Regions from separate parts of the Rattus norvegicus genome. Here region 2 is linked to region 1. Evidence: chromatin contacts called from public Hi-C data. All regions are on one chromosome and are shown on one strand. The core of a region is the stretch at or near the end of the contact, and the rest is flanking DNA. Distances in the headings are between cores, read along the strand shown. Region 1 overlaps LOC134480617 (a long non-coding RNA gene). Region 2 has its middle 60 kb from the start of Fer.

Evidence for each region. A called contact is a pair of places that touch in the nucleus more often than the background predicts.
Region 2: a Hi-C map of the A7r5 cell line shows a contact between it and region 1, with 2.7 times the contacts expected there. The contact joins two enhancer-like sites. A contact is called at or near these places in 4 of 12 Hi-C or Micro-C datasets (the A7r5 cell line, kidney and liver).

Annotation. Positions count from the first base shown.
Region 1 is chr9:110,821,124-110,828,730 of GRCr8, forward strand. The region is part of intron 1 of LOC134480617 (a long non-coding RNA gene); the gene reads left to right. Among named protein-coding and RNA genes, the nearest start is that of Fer, 140 kb to the right of the region's middle. Within about 2 kb of position 4,093, at least 6 of the 93 cell types and tissues checked have an H3K27ac peak or open chromatin away from gene starts, as enhancers often do. A contact at or near this core is called in the A7r5 cell line, where this site is marked.
Region 2 is chr9:110,903,594-110,911,200 of GRCr8, forward strand. No RefSeq gene overlaps it. Among named protein-coding and RNA genes, the nearest start is that of Fer, 60 kb to the right of the region's middle. Within about 2 kb of position 5,043, at least 3 of the 93 cell types and tissues checked have an H3K27ac peak or open chromatin away from gene starts, as enhancers often do. A contact at or near this core is called in the A7r5 cell line, where this site is marked.

The DNA of each region.
Region 1 (7,607 bases), core at 2,843-5,342:
AGTGACTTCTCTCACACCTTTTACAGAACACCTAGCCCAAATTCAAGGAGAGGGCATCAGAGAGGAGTATTTTTTAAAAATGTATTTCAAAAGCATATTTTAAAGCCGCCATAGCTGAGAAAAACAAGTTTCCTTTACAAGACTAAGGTGAGGTGAGTACCCAGCTCCCAGCAGGAAATGAAAGACTAGGACTGAACTGTATCAACCGAATAAACAGGACACCAGAGTTGGCATCCTAGGCAAGGTTGTGACAGTATCCAACAGATTATAAATGAAGGTAAGCAGAGGAGCATTAGAGTCATTACTTCTGGGTACTGAGTATCCACTGAGGGTCCGGGCACCTCAGGCAAGTAAAGGGGGACAGCTCCTAAGGGATGGTACCTGAGGTTGACCTCTAGCTCCACATGCAAGTACACATGTGCACCGACATGCATGACACACAGAGACGGTTTAACTTCTAATTCCAAGACAGCTAAGAGACTTGCATTGTTTGCAGATGTTGGTCCCCACACTAGGTATGGAGACGTACACTACATCCTCTCACCAGAAAAAGCTTGTGGGAAAGAGAACCCAAGGTCCTTAAGTCAGAGAATAAGCTTAAGACAGAGAATAATTCTGTAAATGATACAAAATCTGTCATTAGTGGATGTGTGTACTTTTAGGTGGTCTCACATTAGAAACAGAAGTGGCTCTCCTAAAATAAAATGAGGAGTTTTCAACCTGAAGTACAAGATCTGAAGATCCCAGGTGTGGAAAGCAGGTAAAAGGAGAAGAGACGAAGAAAGGACAGTCTTAAGCATACGCCACAGCACACCCACAGAGATGAGAGACAACTGCAGCTTAGCCTCTCTCCCTCCACCATGTGGGTCCTGGTGTGAACCCCCACCCCCTCTCCAGTCACATCATCGGTCCAGAAAGGCAATAGTCTTTAACTGAGCGTGTTGGCTGGGTAAAGACTGAGAAATAGAGGCTGGGTCTGGTGAGAGCAGAATCAAATCCTAATGAGGGAGCCCTACCTGAATCTAGAAAGTGCAAATGCAATTTAAAAATGTCTTGGAGGGAAATCCCAGGAGGAGGGTTCCTAATAAGTTGGAATCTTTTTGAAAACCCTTTTTATTCCTACAACCCTACAAAGAGATAGTGCTGTGATTAAACATATATAAGCCTATGGGGACATAAAGAAAGGTTCAAGAGCAAGATAGCAACGGTGTTTTCGAAGTCAGAGAGTAGAGGACTAAGGCTTAAATGTCAGGACAGCTGTGAGAAAAGTAGACAGGAAGCCAATAGGAAAAAGTCACAGCACAAAGTCACCCAGAGGCTCAGAATTCACGCTAAGTACTGTCAAAGCAAGGGTTAATCAGAGTCACTAAACTACAGACTGTAGAGAGGCTGCCTTCAGGAAACATTCATTCAGATCCTGGTCCTTTGTCTCCCTGAACAGATAGACTTACTTTGAGAGAATAAAAGAGTAGCTAGCTCGAGTGGGAAACATTGTAAACAAGGGAGCTAAATGGCTTCTACACACAGGATGCTAAAATCTTCATGTTCTGAGGATACCCAGCCATTGTGGAGACTCCTCCATTCAGACTACAAGAAGACTAAAAGAGACTAACTTTCTCAGTTCACAACAGGTCAAGGGTACAAACACAGAGAAAACATAATGAATTGCATGATAATCTAAACACTTCGGGAATACAGCAAACTTGATTTTTTTTTTAAAAAAAGTCTTTTCAAATATTTACATTGAATCACAAAAAAGTCACTGGAGCCCACAAAGAAGTGTGAGTTTGACCAGTATTTAGTTGTGATATAATAAAACTAGAATTTCTTTTCTTATTTTTCTTTTTGCTGGATTTTTGAGACAGTGGCAATATATTACCCAAGTATGTGGGTACACCACCCCCCCCCCGCCTCAGTGGAGATTGTGGGGAAGACAGATACATACTACCACCATGCCCAACTTAAATATTGTCTTTGCATGCCCATGCGTGCATAGGTATGCACATCCGTGTGAATGTCAGTGTCAGGTTTTCCTCTGTATTGTTCTCTACCTTATTCCTTGAGGCAGGGTCCCTCAATTAAACCCTGACCTCACTGGCATGGGTCTGCAATGCCTTTCAAAGAACTCCTTATGACTTGAGGGGACAAAATGATCCCTAGGGGAAGATCATTTCCATTTCAGAGTACAGCTGCCCCCTGATGGATAGCTGCCTTTACTTGGGAGTCATCAGTCCTGTGAAATTTTGTTTTTCCGGGAAAATTGTAGCATCCCATATGCAGCAGCAAAGAGTTATATCAAAAGGGAGAAGGCTTCCCTGAGGCCTGCGTGCTGAGCAGCTGGGGAGTAAGAAAAGATTGAAACTGAAGAAACACTCCCTCTGCTTTGTGTCTGTCAATGCAAAACACACAGCTCTCATCTCAGGAAAAGTAGAGATGGCTCAACCTTGAGCCACATGTGAGTGGCCATGGTGTGGAACACATGGATTCAAACTGCCCCGAAAGACACATTCCACACGTCAAAAACTGTCTTTGATGTGTGAACTGAGGTTCTAGAAAAGAACAGTTCATACTCAAGTTCATGCAGGGCCAAATGGGTGGACCTAGAGACTGTGGAGAGCTCAAACGTCCCAGGCAAGAGTCAAATTATCATGTGCTATTTTCTGTCCCTTTCAAGCCTGCACTGCCGACCCCTCTGTCCAAGTCAACATCCTGGTGACTATTATTAAAAACTTTATAATGTGTCCATAGCATCTCATCACTAACTTCTACCAATCCAAGAGGCAAGAATGTCGCCCTATCATATCTGAAACCTGTCAAGAGTTTCCCTTGCTTTGCCGTGACCTGCAGATAGGGGTCGCCACCAGTATGTTTTGCTTTATGACTTTTCTTGAAAGAAAAAAAAATCACCTGTTACTACTTAACATAATTGGGTCCCATACACGTAAAATAATGAATAATTCTTTTAAAATATCTTTTAGAATCCACAAAACTAAACAAGAAGATAGAAGTAACAAAAAACTAGCAAAGTTCCATTAATTTCCAGAAGTCCCTTACATATACACAGGCAATGACTGAGCTGATGAAAGAGAAGATCCTCGGTACAAAACCGAAATGGTTAGAAAGAAACTTTGAACTAAATGAGCAAAGCTTGTGTGATAAAACCACAAAACACTCCCGAGAGGTGCGGAAATTGGCTGAACCAAATAGGAGGCATCTTTAGCTCTTGGATAGACTGAATACACGGCATAAAAACATCAAATTTCCGTATGTTAACATAAATGCAAAGCCAGTCTGACAAAATGCCAACTGCTGGGTGAGGGTGGTTCAAGAACTCATGTGAAATAACCCACAAGTAGTCGGTGCCAAGGACACCCTAAAGGGAAGAGCATGGAGCTGGAAAGGCAGAAACATAATGTCCTTGCTACTAGGACAGTGTGGCAGTGGCTCCTGTACAGTCCAAGGGAGCAAAGCAGATGCTCTAAATGTGAGACCTGATGAATATGAAAACGTGGCAGTTAGTGGATACCAGCGCAGACTGGGGTTGTGACATGGTAGGCTAAGGAGTGGTCCTCTGATGATGTCCACATCCTACTCCCCCAAGCCTGTGAGTGTACTGTCTCAGACAGTGTACTTTCCAGATGGGATCGCTTTAAAAGATCTTGAAAGGAAGGAATTGCCCTTCGTTACTTAGATGTGCCCAGTCTGGTCAGAGTCTTTAGTCAGAGGAAGACGAGATCAAAACAGGAAGAACTGTGACATAGAAGCAGGATAAAGGCATTCAGCCCAGGGATGGGACAGCCTCTAGAAGATGAAGAGAAAAAGGACACATCCTCCCCTGAAGTCTAAGGAAGGAACACAGTCTTGCCAACACATCCATTTTAACTTGAGGAGTAGGGGTTATGGGACACGTGACCTTTACAATCATAAGATAGCAAAACTGTTTTGCTTTTTTAAAAAGCCACTAGAATCTTCAGGAATTTATTACAGCAACAAGAGGAAACTGAAAGACTTTTCCAGTAAGTCTTACCACGACTCGTTCTGGGGGAGGGGAGATAGAGTCATACTTTATGTCATTTATAAGATAAACTCTGATTAAGTGAGGGATTAAAATATAGCAACTAGAACCAAATGTGTACAACAAGAAGACACAGATGGATTGAAACCAGTCAAGAGTTGTAGAGAGAGGAAGTAGACTAGTGGTTGCTAGGGACATATAAGGTAATGGAATGTTCTTAAATAGACTATGGTAATGGACTCTGAGGCCATAGTAAAAGCCCTCTAATTACATACTTCATACCAGTCTATTTCATGGTATTAAGGTTTAAATAGGAAGGGCCCTCCACAGGCTCCTATATGTGAATGCTTGGTCATTAGAGAGTGGTGTCAGCTCACAAGGATTAGGAGGTGTGACCTTTTTGGAGTAGGTGTGGCTTTGTCTGAGGAAGTGTGTCACTGGGAGTGGGTGGGATTTGGGGTTTCAAATACTCAAGCCAGACCCGTGTCTTCCCAGCCTGCTGCCCGCAGATCCTGTTGTAGAACTTCCACCTACTCTTCAGCACCATGTCTGACTGCACACCACCGTGTTTCCTGCCATGAAAATGGACTAAACTTCTGAACTGTAACCCAGCCCCAATTACATGCTTTCTCTTGGAAGAGTTGCCTTGGCCATGGCATCTCTTCAGAGCAATAGAACACTTGCTAAGACACATGTGAATAAGATCTCAATAAAATTTCTAAAAATATGTAAAAAAATCATTACTATATCCCCAGGTAAAAGCATAAATATTAAAATTATAGAAAAATTTTGCTATCACTCTCAAAGAACTAAAATTTCTTATTGTTGATGAATTCTTACTTGTATTTTGTATAAAGACTTGAAAATGGGAAAAGAAGCAAAACCCAAGGGCAATATTCTTTTTTTCTTCATCTTTATTAAATTGGGTATTTCTTATTTACATTTCAATTGTTATTCCCTTTCCCAGTTTTTAGGCCAACATCCCCCTAACCCCTCCCCCTCCCCTTCTCTTTGGGTGTTCCCCTCCCCATCCTCCCCCCATTACCACCCGCCCCCCAACAATCACGTTCACTAGGGGGTTCAATCTTGGCAGGACCCAGGGCTTCCCCTTCCACTGGTGCTCTTACTAGGCTATTCATTGCTACCTATGAGGTTGGAGCCCAGGGTCAGTCCATGTATAGTCTTTAGGGAGTGGCTTAGTACCTGGAAGCTCTGGTTGCTTGGCATTGTTGTTCATATGGGGTCTCAAGCCCCTTCAAGCTCTTCCAATCCTTTCTCTGACTCCTTCAACGGGGGTCCTGTTCTCAGTTCAGTGGATTGCTGCTGGCATTCGCCTATGTATTTGCTATATTCTGGCTGTGTCTCTCAGGAGAGGTCTACATCCGGTTCCTGTCAGCCTGCACTTCTTTGCTTCATCCATCTTGTCTAATTGGGTAGCTGTATATGTATGGGCCACATGTGGGGCAGGCTCTGAATGGGCCTTCGAAAGTTCCTTCGACCTCTTCTAAACTTTGCCTCCCTATTCCCTCCCAAGGGTATTCTTGTTCCCAAGGGCAATATTCTTAAAGACCTGTGGAAGGGTGCAAACAGTCCTCAACCAGAGGAACCTTCCAAAAAATATTGAGTAGGAACTCAAAACTGAAAGAGTACATATTTTTCTTATATGTGATAATTTGGAATGACTTTAAGGAAATGTCTCCTATCATAAGCAGGATGCATGCTGCCATCTTTTAGAGAAAATTGTGTTTTTACAGAAGTAGGATAAGCAAAGTCGTAAGTATGCTCACTGCGGCCTTAATTTTAATCTCTGGAACTGGAACAACTCAAATGTCCATCCATAGGGACTGAACTACAATGTATCCTTTTAAAGATCCCCAGTTAAATTTGTCAAATGAACAAAAAATGTTGCAAAACTCAGCGAGCACACTCTGTTAGGCTTTGTAAAAGAAATGAAGGCATACCTTGTACATATTTGGTGAATATTTTCAAGCTCAAAGAATTAGAAGTAACCATTGTTTCTTACTGGGAATTTCCTGATTAGTTAAGACAAACTAAACACTGAAATGAGATTTGTTTTTCCTGAATATGCCTTTCTTATTTTTAACTTTTGGACTCGGTGATGTTTTACATATTCAAAAATATTAGGCAAAGGAGCCAGGCTTAAATAAAACAAGTCTAAGCGTGAACGAGAAGTAAATGTGCTTAGCTATATGTCACATGGGGAACTGCAGAGAGCTACTTCAAGTGACTTCTGTACATAAAATTTAATATATATATACATATACATTAAGATTTATTTGTTTTTATGTGCACTGATATTTTGTTTGCATTTATGACCATGTGAGGGTACCAGATCCCTTGGAACTGGACTTAACAGACAGTTATAATATACCCTGTGGGTGCTGGGAATTGAACTCAGGTCCTCTGGAAGAGCAGCCAGTGCCCTTAAGTGTTGAGCCATCTCTCCAGCCCTTCAGATATATTCTTAATTAGTGACCAAAATGCAAACAAAAAAAAGAAAAAACATGCAAAGATATCATATATTTGGTCTATTATTTTGTTATTTGTTGTTTTGTTTTGTTGCTGTTAAAAGTGACACTGGTTCTGAAGCTCTAAAACCATTTTCATCAAAACAGATGCACACCCCACCCACAAACCAGAACTTTCAGTGTAAAGGAAAAGAGACATAGATATGACATTGGAGGAATTAAGGAAATGAATAGTTTAGAAACTTTTTAATGAATTCATGGTTTTATGGGGCTGGAGAAATGGCCCAGTGGTTAAGAACATTGGCTGTTTTTCCAGGGCTTCAGTTCCCAGTACCGTCATGGTGGATAAGAGCAGTCTATAACCCCCGTTCCAGGCAGTCACAGGCCCGGCATGCACACATGCACATGGTACACAGACATATGTGCCTGTAAAAATACTCATACACATAAGATAAAAATCAATAAAGATCAAAAGGTTAAGACTATGTGTGTTGTAGATGTGTTCAGGAAGGAGCAGTGCTGTACCGATATCATACCAAGTATGTCATTCCAAGTACTCAGACTGATTTGTTTGTTTCTTGAGAGTTTCCCCTTTGCAGCCCAGACTGACGCTGTATAGGTCAGGTGGAGCTTGAGTTTACGGCTGTTCTCTTGCTCTACGCTCCTGAGTGCTGGGATTATAGGTGTGGGCCATATGCAGGGCAGACTCTGATTCCTCTATCACTCCTTAGAAACAAGAATCAGAGCTTCTGGGAGAAATGGCTGATAATAGGTCTACAGACGGAAAGGTATAAGTTGTTTTACTCGAAATGAAAATACTGGTTAAAGGTTAGTGCAGGCTTAGATTTTTCAAGCCTACCTTAATAATTTAATAAAGGTTCTTAAATGCTTCAACCTCCCTTCTAACCTACTGCTCAAAGGTACGAGAGAAAAATGGTTAATACAGGACAAGGGGGATGTGAACCTGCCTAGAAGTAGTTCTTTGGGTTGTAAGGATATCAGCCGTCCAGTACAAGACATCACACACAATCAGTAGCAGCAACTTGATCCAGAAGAAACTTCAAAGCTGTGTTGAGTCAGCAGGAGCCAGAGGAAGCAGCCAG
Region 2 (7,607 bases), core at 3,793-6,292, 83 kb after region 1:
TGTTACACCAATCTGTGAGGTTTGCTTTTCATTCCATATTGACTGCTACAGATCACAGACATTAGCCCAGTCAGGGAGGTTTCTCTTAAAAGAAGCAGAGAAAATCGCCGTGGCTGTGACCAAACAACTCCAACAAGAATGTGAGGAAGGCGTGCCAAGGAGATTCCACTCCTTGATTCACCCTCCATTACGGGACTTCTCATCCGTTCTGATAAAGATAATTTGAGTCGGGGTTGGGGATTTAGCTCAGTGGTAGAGCGCTTGCCTAGGGAAGCGCAAGGCCCTGGGTTCGGTCCCCAGCTCCGGGAAAAAAAAAAAAAGATAATTTGAGTCAAGTAAAGGGTGGAGTTCGGAGTGAAAGCAATGAAGAATTTATACTCAATTTTGCCACAGCTGCTATGTCCCCGGCCGTGTTCTGGTGACCTTATGTATGGGTATACGGGGCTATGTGCATGGCATAAAGTTATAACAGATCCCCCATGGCGCCATCTTTGACAGCTGGCCCCTTGCACATATGGGACGGGACTATTAGCCACACAACATCACATGCCATCACATCCAAATCTGAGAAGCAGGTTCCAGACTGGTGTTCAACTGTTTTTTTTTTTTTTGTTTTTTTTTTTTGTTTTTTTTTTAAATATGTTAACTGGAAGAACGGTGGAGAGATAAATCTCGCACCGAATTTTATTATTTTATTTTTTTAATTTTTTAATTATGTGTAGTGATAAGCACTATTTGGAGAAAGGGTTTTATTCAAATAATATTAACAATCTAAAATGAATCATATTTTATGGCCTGGAGAGGGGATTTAATTTTTTTCAGTAACACAGGGAAATGTCAGGAAGAATTTGCTCTCTAAGCTGATTCTGGATCACGACTAGGATGACCAGATCCTTACTAACACTCAGTTAAATGGGTCTGTGGCCCCACTTACTCCATGAGCGGGTAGATTGGCACTTAGGACACACCTTGTTAAAGGAATGGGGTTGAAGAGACGCAGCAGTGGTTAGGAGTGCTAACTGCTTGCTCTGCCAGGGATGCAAGCTTGGCTGTGAGCTCCGGCAACCACTTATAGCTCCGGTTCCAGGAGATCTGAATCCGCTTCTGGCCTGCTCGGATATATGTACACACACGCACACACGCACTCACTCACACACTCAGTCAGAAACACACAAATAAAAATAGAAATAAAGAAAAACAAAAGCCATACTTGTTGAATATGCGGGTGCATAGCTATTATCCCTAGAATTTGGGAAGCTAAGGCAGGGAAATCAGGAGATGGAGCCAGTCGGGGCTGCATAGCAACACTATCTCAACGCGAAACAAGAAAACTGCATCGCTGTGGAACAGGCACATGCTAGAGGCTTTAGACACCTAACCTCAAGCTAAGCACGTGCCCCTGAGCAGTGTCTCCATCACTGGTGCTTAGCTGTTGAAGCCGCCCGTTTTCTCCGCGAATGGGTCTCTGAGTAGCAGCCCACATGGGATGGTAGCGGTAGTCTGTACCCCATGAGGGGACCACACAAGAAGTTCCAAAAGGAAAGGCAAGAGGCACAGGCTTCTGCCACAGAAAGAGCTGAGAGTCCAAGTGAACAGCCGACGTGGTGTCACTTCCCAGGGGACACTTTGACCCACCTGTTTTCAACCCTCGGAGTCCCTCAGACTTCCGCAGCCATACTTCCAGAAAGTCAAAACTGGGTTTTACCCAGGCTGGAACCAGGACCTCTGGTGGCCTAGCGAGGTCAACGACAGTGCTTTTCTCTGTGGGTTCGAACACACAGCACTGCAAAGATTAGGCAGAGGGAGAAGTGAAGGCAGAGAAGATTAATCAGGGTTTGGAGCAGAGGAAACACGACAGGGAGCAGGGTGTCTCTAGCTAGCTGTGGCAGCCGTGCCATTGGGAACGCATGCGGGGACAAGAGATCACTTGAGGAGATATGAGTGATGTCTCCTTTTTCTCATAGGTTCTTGTGGTGGTTAGAAAGATGTCCACAAATTCTGCCACACTCCTCCCATCATTTAGCCCCTCTCCTTAAACCTTGGGGACAAACTCAATCGACATAAGAAAACGGATCTCATAGTGTGTCACTTTTGAGGCTGGGACAGAGAAGCGCAGGCAGCCCTTCGGGATGTTAGCTCATGTCACTCCCAGATCCTTAATGTCTGTGTCTAGTGTATGGATGAGACTGCAAAGAAAGGAGCCGAGAGGGATCCTGGCTCAGCTGCTGGGAAACCCCAGTGCAGCCACCAGCTGTATAGGAGTCCCAGAGCCTTCAACAAGACCCAGGCCCAGCTACCCTTTCCCTGCTAAGCACTGGAACCTCGCGTGAAAACTGTGAGTCCTGCCAGCTTCCACATTGCAATGAAAAATGAATAGTTAGCATTGCCTTGAGGCACTTTGGTAAGGTTTGTTGTGTAGGATAAACTCCACAAGGAGGTTTCCCGTACCGGAAACTCTTAACTTCCCGGTTTCCCATGCGGGAAACACCGGGGAGATCACCCACTGGGCAGGGAGGAGGGGGAAGGAGAAGGGATGTTTTTCTTCAGAGTCCCACCCCTTTCTCTCACCTCCTTTCTGACTGTGTGTGGGCTTCTCTTAGAGCCTAGAAGAAGCAGAGGAGCCATGTGTTTCTGTAATGCTCTGTGGTAAAAGCCCTTACAAAGGCCTTGAGCGGGACCAGAGCAGGATTCCTGTTGCTAATCTCAGGGGGCTGGGGTTTATAACCGTCTTCTGAGTGGATTCCTCAAAGGCAGAGGAGGCAGATGGCACACTCCGCAACGCATCATGCAAGTGCGACTAATAATGATGCCAACGCCACCAAGCCAAGGTCTGTGAACGTACAAGCTCCTTTGGATGACTTTTATGTAACGTCAGACACGACTGTGGTTGGAGGGCAGCTCAGTGCTGTTAGAAATAAATCTGTGTGGCAAAGAAAGGAAGCACCAGCAACCGAAGAGTCTGGGCAAGGCAAACTTCACTCTTGACCGAGAGGGTGTGCTCAAAAGAGAACACGCAGAGACAAGAAGTGCTATCAGTTTTTATTCTAATTCAGGTAGTGACGGGTGTCTTTCCCCATTGGCTGGCCTCATAGTCTTAATTTGATTGGCTACTCTGAGAAGAATGAGTATACCGGAAATGGAAGAAGGGGAAAGGGGTCCTTTCTCCAAGGAGAAAGGGGTCCTTGCTCCAGACCATCAGATTCCATAGAGCTTTGTCTATCTGGGGGTGAGGGTGAGGGAATAAAACCTTTCCATAGAACGTCTACAAGGTGGTGGTGGGGCATTTGAATCTCCTGTCCCAAACACAAATTTTTTTTTTTTTTGGTTCTTTTTTTTTTTCGGAGCTGGGGACCGAACCCAGGGCCTTGCGCTTCCTAGGCAAGCGCTCTACCACTGAGCTAAATCCCCAACCCCAAACACAAATTTTATAGTATTTGGTAGAAGACTCATATTTAATATTTCTCAGAGTGGTTAGAATATGTTCCAACCAAGGACAAAGCCTAGTATTCAATCCTTATAACTGTTTAAAAAAAAAAACTGCTGTTGAATTTTCCATCATGTCATGATTTTTAAAAATGTCTAAAATCCTTTCTTACCACAAAAACTTATTACACCAACATACTTAGTCACCCCACACACACACTTGTGAATGACAGATTAGCTGTCCCAGAGGTTTTCAGAATCCTTCTAAGAGACTTTGATATCAATAAGGCAAATGCAGTTCCCATTGATGGGAATTTTAGACGATGTAAAAAGGGAGAAATTTTAAGAACAATGAAGTTATTGGAAAGTAGTTATCTGGGCCTTGGGGAGCCATTAAGTTGTCCTTGTTACTGGAAACATACCCAGTCCTCCAATTCTAAAATCTTGAGACTTTTCAAAGCTCCAAGATAGCCTGGTCTTTAGAGAGCTCCAAGGTGACTTTGTTGGAGTATTTGTTCTCTCTGGTGGCAACATTAAAGGCAGGAGTTCCGTGACTCATGGTGTTCAATCACATATTGATGTTATTATTAACCAAATCGTTTCTGTGTATGCCAGGGACAATATCTCCAGCTGTTCCCATTTTATTTCCAAATAGTCCTTTATTTTAATCAAATAAGATCAGCTGTCTGCATCTAAAGACCTTGACCCTGATTGAGGGAGACATTCTGTCCTAATTGTTTCTTCCTCTTCCTTCCTTGGTCTCTTTCACTAAAACAAACCATTCATCTCTGTCCATGAAATAAACTCAAGGCAACCAACATCTCTTCTCTATACCGTCCCTCTTTCAGCCATGGTTACAGTTGATCCCTCTTCAGCCTTGACTCAATGCCAGGAGAAAGGTAGTTAAAGAACGTGACAGCCAATCAGAACCAACCATGTAAAAGAGACTTGCCCAGAATGTTCAAAAGTGTACACAATATCAGCATCTGGGGTAAAGCAAGCCCTCCTCTGGGCAGTCCACAGCACCGGCATGGAGCTCTGACTAAGAAGTTCTCTTCAAGGGGACGTGTGCTCTGGCAAGCAGACAAGACATAAAAGTACAAAAGGAACAAACAAACAAACCCATCCTCAGAGGGATTGTTCCCTCAAAGAAGAGAGAGAAATAGATCAAACCAGCGCACTTCCAAATGCCCAAATAAAATAGAGCTCTTTAAAAATTCTCATTCTAAGGGAGCAGATGGCTAATGAAGGTCAGGCAGGCAGCTTCCTTAATTTATCATGATGAGTTGTCGTGTGCCTTTATGAGGCAGTGATGAATAGCTACCTTCTTAGTATTTTAGTCACCGCTTTTTCTATACCATGGAAAAGTTTTTTTGGTTTTTTTTTTAACATGAGCCTAATTAATTTTTCTGGTATAACTTAAGAGAGAAAATGAGCCTCCGGTAGGCATGTTTATCACCAAAATGAGATTAATTGCTTTACTCACACCTGGAGGGATCTCTGCGTGTGTGGCGGGTTGTGAACGACTTTGAGTTCCAAGTATCAAACTTGAGGACAAAGTTGAAGCAACGAGCTCAAATGGCCTTGCAGTACCCGCTGCAGAGACTAGAGGGCGCAGTTGCCTTAACTGATCTAAAAGCACTGCAAGCCCAAACTCTAAAACCGATTTTCAAACTCAGATCATCAGTGCAAGCTTGTTTCTCACTAAAAATCGTTCTCAGTCTGCTGTAAGGAACAGGAGAATAGAACTTGAGATTTCTAGAGTCATCGTGGATGGTTTCTGAGGAGGCCTGGGGCCGGTGAGAACACTTAGAATGTCCTGTTTTCCAGAGACTTTCGTTTTTTTCCGATTATCAAGTGTCCGCTCAGTTTTCAAAAGAGCTTTTGCTTGTGTGTTTCTCCTGTTCAAGAAAAACAACTCCAAAACAATACATGTACATCCATAGGGTACTTGACGAGGATGTATATGGTCTTTCAACGTCCTAAGGAAAGTATGTATATGCCTCAATGTTTTCTTTTATTTATTGCAAAGAGATTGGCTAGTCAACGACCTCACTAGCCCTTCATGCTGTTCACACATTTTCTTGTGAGTCCCACAGAGAGATTTCTCTGCTTTGTTTAGTATGATTCTTCTGTCTCTCGGACTCTGCAGAGCACGAAATCCCAAGGCCCAGACCACCCCTCTCCACTCCTTTCTGATCCTGTACATGCCACAATTCCACCCAACACCTAAAAACTCCTGCTAGAGTTCTTCAGTTCTTGACCCCCCAAACAAAGTGCATAGTCCTCAGATTGGCCTTCTTCTTCTGAGTGGCTATCCCACCATCTCTCCTGACTGACAGGTAAGTATCTCTCCATCTTTCTGTATGCCCAAAGACCCCAAGTAAGACATCTGTGGATGAATGAAAGCACTGTCCCCAGCTCTACTAAAGAACAAAGTCCTATGCCAGTCAGTAAAATAGCTGTGGCCTGTAAAGCTAATACGTATCTAAGTCCCTAAGCTAGAGTATTAAGCTTTTTTTTTTTTGAAGCAAATATTTCCGCTTATCCCTAAAATAGTTCAAGCCGCTCTGTGGTCCCCAGTAGTTGGGCCTCTATAATTGTCATTAGTACCCTGCCCCACCCTCCTGTTCCTCCTATGGATTGTTAATTTTAACATAACAGAATAAACTGTAGAGAAAAAAAATTAGACTGCTTACTAATCATCTAGCCTAAAATAGGAAGAGGTGACGTGTTACCCGGATAGGCCTGGCATCATGCCCATAGCCTTGTGACCCATGGAACTGGATTGCACTAAGTAACTTTAACAGCATCAGTCAACAACATATTCACCATTCTTATTGTACAGAATACAAGCCCTTTGAGGTTTGGGCTATTTTCTCTTGCTTCCTCTCTCTCCTTCCCTTCTTCCTTCTTCCTCCTCCTTCTTCTTCTTTTGCTGCTGTTTCTGCTTCAGCTTCTGCTTCTTTTGTTACTCAAAATTGAAAGAGAAAGTTCTGGCTCCTAGATTTATAAATAACAGCAAGCTTTGAGTTCAAGACCAGCTTGTTCTACCTAGAAAGTTCTGAGTCATGCAGTGGTCCATAGTGAAATGCCACTAAAAAAGAGGAGGAAGAGGAAGAGGAAGAGGAGGAGGAGGAGGAGGAGGAGGAGGAGGAGGAGGAGGAGGAGGAGGAGAAGGAGAAGGAGAAGGAGAAGGAGAAGAAGAAGAAGAAGAAGAAGAAGAAGAAGAAGAAGAAGAAGAAGAAGAAGAAGAAGAAGAAGAAAGTCTTACAAAATGGAACTTTCTCTTTTTCCTTATGGACGATATGATGTCTGATGATGTTTGATGTTTGCCCTTTCAGTGGAAGAACAGAACTCACCGAATAATGACTGAACGACAGACTAGGACTAGGAACCACGTGTGTGGGATGTCCTAGTTTGGTTTCTGTGGTAAAGTACTAACTGAAAGCAGCCTGGGGAGGAAAGGATTTACTTGGCTTACAGGTGACAGTTTGTCATCTAGGGAAGCCAAGGCAGGAGCCTGAGGCAGAGACCGTGGAGGCCTGCTGCTTACTGGCTGCTTTTTGTATATAGACCAGGCCTGCCTGCCAGAGCATGGCACTGCCTCCATGTGCTGGGCCCTCCCAAATCAATCAGCAATTGAGAAAACGACTACAGACGAGTGCCCACAGGAGGCAACTTCTCAACCGAGGTTCCCTCTTCTCCGGCAACTCTGAGAGGGCAGAGACGAAGCAGCACATGGTTGTGCAGACTCAAGGCCCATGATGATGCCACTGTGGCAGGAGAAGTATACATGGCCAGTATGCAACGAAACCCAGCAACCATCTGTAGTGATAAGCAGTGTGATAAACATTTCATTAAAAGAGAAATGCTCTGTGAGGAGAAAGCTTCTCTTCGAACCTGACAGTGATGTAGAATCCAGCAGCCACCCACAGAGCAGAGACGCTTCTGTCTTTAAAGGATAAATTCAGGCCACAGACTGAGCTGAGAGGTAAATAAAAGATGTTTAATTTTATATGGAAGCATTTAATTTCGGAGCCCTATGGAGGATGTATCGCTCTAGACTATTTCAACGGGCAAAGAAGATTTTAGTCAAGACTCTTCAGTCAGATTTCCCATCACTATGACAGAATATGCCAAAGAAGACAACAGACCTGGAGAGAGATATCGCAGTCCACTGT